Linked DNA regions of Gossypium arboreum: region 2 is linked to region 1. The links are chromatin contacts, called in public Hi-C maps. All regions are on one chromosome and are shown on one strand. The core of a region is the stretch at or near the end of the contact, and the rest is flanking DNA. Distances in the headings are between cores, read along the strand shown.

What was found. A called contact is a pair of places that touch in the nucleus more often than the background predicts.
Region 2: a contact with region 1 is called in a Hi-C map of leaf, with 2.3 times the contacts expected there. The contact joins the promoter of LOC108489301 here to the promoter of LOC108462104 in region 1. A contact is called at or near these places in 3 of 5 Hi-C or Micro-C datasets (all in leaf).

The regions. Positions count from the first base shown.
Region 1 is chr3:126,778,055-126,780,987 of ASM2569848v2, reverse strand. LOC108462104 (G-type lectin S-receptor-like serine/threonine-protein kinase LECRK2) reads right to left here and starts at 1,571. Exons shown (of 1, transcript XM_017762099.1): 1 at 1-1,571. The coding sequence starts at 1,571.
Region 2 is chr3:127,007,188-127,010,120 of ASM2569848v2, reverse strand. It overlaps LOC108489301 (serine/threonine-protein kinase STY46-like), which reads left to right and starts at 1,545. Exons shown (of 16, transcript XM_017793745.2): 1 at 1,545-2,198; 2 at 2,311-2,425. The coding sequence starts at 2,017.

The DNA of each region.
Region 1 (2,933 bases), core at 322-2,821:
ACCACTCTCTCTAGTCTCTTGATTGCTACGATCCGCCTCCCGTTCGATATGATTCCTCGGAAAACCGTCCCATACGCGCCTCTACCGATGCTATCCCTGAAATTGTTAGTTGCACTCTTTAGCTCTTCATATGTGAACGATTTCAATGTGACATCCTCCACAAATCTAGCATCTCTTTGGTCAGAAATCCTTTTGTACTGTTGAATCCGATGCCGGTATATAATAACACCGGAGAGCGCTAAAACGAGAAACGCGACCGTCAAAGATGCAATTCCGGTAATGAAAAAGTCCATTCGGAGTTTACTCTTTTTAACTCGGCCTTCGTGTATTGTCTGAAAACCGGTTACCATTTTCACGAACGTTGTCACTCTGCCTCCTGTTCCTCTTCTCCCGAATCTTAATGGTAGTTTCAACTTGTGGCAAACTTGCTTTAAGTTTTTATATATGGCAACTTCACAGTTACAATCTCTTCTACATTCTTCTCTGCAATCGTCTTTGGATATTGATTCGAACGTAGCATAAGGATCTTCTTCCCAAGACAAACTGTTCATATCTTGAACATCTAAGTTTTGATCCTTTCTGATGCAGGCATCTTCTGAATAATTTCTTCTGCATCCTGAGTCAGTCCAGTCCGGGTCGATGAAATCGAACCCAGGGAGACATTTGCATATAGGATTCCTATCCATCAAAGTACAGTAACTATTCACACCGCACAAGCCATAGGGATCACACCTATTCTCAGTGGATGACCATCGGATGGACCAATTACCAGATTGGTTAGAACTATGTGAATACACTCGAAATATACCTTCCGCATCGATACTTGCTCGGTGGATGGGGTCACGAGAGACGCTAACGGTCTCGGTAAAGTTTTTTATAATGAATCCGGTAGCATTCAGGAGGTAAAGATGACCATTATTGTCAAGATTCATGGTCACATTATCTCCCGCAGTAAATGTTCCAGCACTCCAGTAAGCAGTATTATGTTTTACTGCACCCATTGGATATTGCACCAGGTTCCCATCTGGCTGCATCACGATTTGAAACTTGCCACTCGTATGATTCGCTTCGGATACATCGGAAACCAGCCGGTGACCGGGGGAAAGCCGCTGACCGGGCAAAATGGTGTCTGTTGGGTAATCAAAACTCTGCCATATGATCTCTGAACTTGAATTAAACAGCACAAAGTTGCCAGTGTCAAGCATGGAAGCTGAGGAAGCAAAACTCGCATTTCCAATGATGCTTATCTCCCGTCCTTGATTCTCTTGCACAACAAGCCTACCTTCCGTGTTGAAAAGCAACGTGGCATGGCTCGAAAACGGCGTTTCATCTCGGTTTGCCGTCCATACGATGGTTCTCGGCTGAATGTTTTGAAACCATATGCCTATAGCGAAGCCATTTCCATAAGGATAAAAACCAAAGGCGAACTGACCAGACTCTGATAACCAATGTGAATCACCGGTTGGCGAAAGAGAAGAAGCTAAAGAAATGTTGGAAACTGTTGTTTGAGCTTGTGATGTGAAGATTATGCAAGTTGTTATTAAAAGAAAGAGAGAAAAGAGGAGAGCCATTTTTGGAAGTTTGGGACTTTAGTTTGTCTCTTTATGAATAGGTTTTAGCCATTTTTGAAGGCCTGGTTAAGTTGAGTTGGAAATTAGGTTGAAGATTCCACAGAAAAATAAGTCACTATTCTGGGCCCTTCAGTTTTCATGGAACATGATGTTTTCTGAATTGAAACCGGGTCTTGAGGGAAGAAAATAGTTTACAAATCTTGATTCAGCAGCCATTGGCTTGTTGACTTTCCTTTCCAATGCTTTTTATAAATCAAAATTCTTTATTCAGATCTTTACTTAAAAAAAATATCAAATTCCTTTCCTCGTTGGATCCAAATGATTCAGTCTTTAGAATGTTACTTTCATTTCTCCTATACCAAGCCTTTGAATAGTTCAAACCTTAATACAAAAAAGAAAATTATACAACAGCCAAAGCAGACTTCATGGTTTTCGGTAGGTTTTCCTTTTGGAAGGCTGCGATGCATGACCATGCGTTTTGACTCAAAAACTTTTTGGGTTAATAACAGCAAACGTCTCCAAACTATGGCATATGTTTTAAATTAGCTCTTAAAACGTTTTAATTGAATCCTAAAAGCATTAATACGGTATCAATCAGTTTTTTCTTTTAGCCTAGCCGTTATAAAAGTTAACTATAAAGTATGTTAAAGAAATAAATAGTCCTTTTTAGTTGTCTTTTAACATATTAAATTCACGTTTCTATAAAATGATATTACATATATGTATATATGATTTATATATGGTTCCACTTCATATATAAGCATGTATTTAACACGAAACTGATGTTAGACTAATTATACGATATTGATAATTTGAAGATTTAATTAAAATATTTAAAAGTTTAAGATTTAGTTTGATAAGCGTAATGTAATTAACCCAAACCATTTTTTTAATGATGGTTTGGTTCAAACTTGATGTGAATTTAGTGAAAGTGAACAGGATTGAATTCCATCTTTAGATCTGTTCTTATCCTTGAAAAGAATTCTTATTATTGACCCAAAGAAACTTAGAATTCTTATTTTCTTAAATTTTAAATGGCGGGTGGCTTAGAGTTTTATAATACCAGACAATTTCATTCTTTAATTTATATTAATTTTTCATTTTGTTTAGGTAAAATTAAGCAAAAGTATCAAAAAAAAATTATATTATCAAGAGAATGTGAGTAATATATTATTATTGTAATAATTACACAACATAATGTTTTTGTTTTAAAAGTTTGGGATTGTATGCTGTTTAAGTATTTTATAAAAAATTACATCTTCCTTAAATTACCTTACAATCTCTTGATAATGTATCATTTTTAACACTTTTATCCTTATTTTTAATTACTTTAATTAATTTTATTTAAACCAAAACTATATA
Region 2 (2,933 bases), core at 296-2,795, 230 kb before region 1:
CACCTAAGTTTACAAATTTCTATTTTTGCTACTAATGTTATTGGAATTTAATATTTTGGTCACTCCTTTGTTAAATCACTAACATTTGCCTTTTTTAATTGACATAATAACAAATTTAACCATTCAATGTTTACAAATTGTATCAATTGAGTCCTAAATCTAAAAATTTAGCTCTCAACTTTACACATTTATCAATTTAGTCTTGATTCTTAAAAATTAAAATTAATTTTTTAAAAATTTTAAAAGTTTATTTTTCAATTAAAATACGTAAGATTTTGTAAAATATATACAAAATTATAAAATTTATAAATAAATGAATATATATTTTCTCATTTTCTAACATGAAATTTATTTAATAAAATAATGATTTTATAAATAAAATAATAATCTTATAAACAAAATAATTCAAGAGGGAAAAAGCCATGAAGAAAACTTATGCAGATCCAAAATTTCCTTTTTTTCAACATTAACGACCGCCATGTTTAGCTTAAATAAAAAACTACAACCTAAGGTCGAAAAAGATTAGGATCAATGTCTTTAGTTTGTTCCCAGAATGGTTTTTGTTGTGTTTGTGTTTGAGTTTGAGGTTGCAATAGAGCGCGGGCATAATTAGAGATACATGTGTGAGGATGAGTTTTTGGAGATCCAATAGGTGGAAGGCTACGCTGGCAACTCCACAACCAATTCCTAATTTGATGGCGTGATGATGGAGGATGAAAGTCAAGGAGTTTGAAGTAATAATTATTGGTGCAGGTGATTGTGGGTGTAGGCAATGTCCAACACTCGAAAAATTTGATGAGGACTAAGGAAAAGGCAAAATATATAATAAAAATTATTATTTAAAAATAAACTAAAAAATGAAAAAATTTGAATCTAATTTAAGTTTTGCTTGTGGGGCTTTTTTTTTTGAAAATATAGTTTATTTATAAAATTACTAATTCAATAAATAAATCATATTGAAAAAGAGAAAATGAATATTTATTTATAATTTTGTATGCATTTTATAAAATCTTATGTATTTTAATCTCAAAATGAACTTTTAAATATATATATATTTATTTTTTAAATAGTTTTTTTAAAATTTTTAAAAAGTAAAATTATATTGATAGAATGTGTAAAGTTAAGAGCGAAATTTATTAAATTTTTAGAATTAAAACTAAATTGATAAAATTTATAAATATTGGAGAATTAAAATTATTATTATATTAATTAAAAAGCCACAATTAATAATTTAATAGAAGAATGATTAAAATATTAAAATTTGATGGTATTAGTGATTAAAATATAATATTAATAAAAATATGTTGGGGTAAGTATTTTAGAGTTTACCCTTTTAAGTAATTACGGTAAGTGTTTCAAGGAAAAATATTAAATTAGTTAAAAATTAAGCTTAATTTGAAAAGTATTGAATATTGAATTAAAAAAGTGAAAGATGTTTCATTTTAGACAAAATCGCATATAATATATGTCTTGTCGGAATAATTACTCAAAAAACGCGTGTAAGTAATAATAATGCCACCACCACGACGCACGAATCTCGCATTTTTCCTTTTTTTTTTTTTTTGTTTTTCTCACCCTTTTTCTGCTTACGAAAATGTCATTCTCGTAATTCTCTGTACTCCTCAAGGTCATTTCTGTACTTGGGAAACATATTTTAATCCAAAGAATTGGCGAACTCTATCCACTGACTAATCTCCTAAGTCCTAATATTTTATTTTAAGGACGAAAATGGAAAAAAGAAAACGAAGTCTCTCTCACTGTTTGGCCAACACCCTTACATGAACATTCGCCTTCACCTGTTCCTTCTCTGCTACACTTTAATGTGAACTTCCAAATTTACCCTCTGTATTCCCTTGAAACCACAATCATCTCCCTCCATTTTGGTCCTCTCAAATTCCATCACCAGTCAAAGATCCTTCACTTTGATCAACAACCAAAAAACCACTGTAATTTCTGACCTCATGCGATGCCTAAATAGAAACAACGAAGAACACGAAGGAGTAGGTTTCGTTGTTGATGGATTTGACTGAAGGTGTCGGAGAGAGCTCATCGCCGCCGAGAAGCTTTGGCAGCTTCAACAGCTACGATGTCAGAAACGACGTTTTCAATCGCTTAGTCGAATCTGGCCACGAACAAGCTATTTCTAATCCTGACTTTCGCGACTTTTTAGATTCTCACTTCAATCGCTTGCCTGCTAGGTAAAATCTATTTCTTAAACCAATAATTTGCGCTTGTATAACTATTTTTATACGTATTTTTGTGTACTTGGATATTTTGAAGCTGATGAAGTTGTTTGCTTGTCGGATTCAGCTATGGACTTGATGTTAATATGGATAGAGTGGAAGATGTTTTGTTACATCACAAGCTGCTTGCATTGGCCAAGGATCCGGAGAGGCGGCCAGTTTATCATATCCGCTTCTTGGAGGTATACTTCTTTGCCTTTTGTTTTAATAGCAAATGTTTAGGGATTAAGAAGAACTTCCGATTTTAGTACCTTTTTGTTGCATTCAAGATACGGTTACTGAAACAGGGAAAGTTCGAGATATATGATTTTCTTTTCAACTACTAGTTCATATGTAGGCTTAGAATGGGATTCAAGCAAAGTCATAGAAGCTGAATTTAGGAAAAGGTAGTAAGGTTTATTATTTTTCAGAAAAAAAAAGTAGGTGTTGCAAGAAAAATAAGTAAATTGTGTTTGTAACTTACTTGTCAATAATCATTAAAGAAAAGTTTCTAGGAACCAAATCTTTGGAGAATTGCACATATATGCAGGGTTTGTGGTACAGAAGTTTAGGAAGAAAAGAATTTTTCAGAAGGACATAGGTGCAGGGAACAATTGCCCTTTAGTGTTTAATAGTTGATATTGTAATGCCAATCCAAATCTTTGGCGTGCAGTTCACCCCTATGTATGTCTATGAGGGAACTGGAAAGAA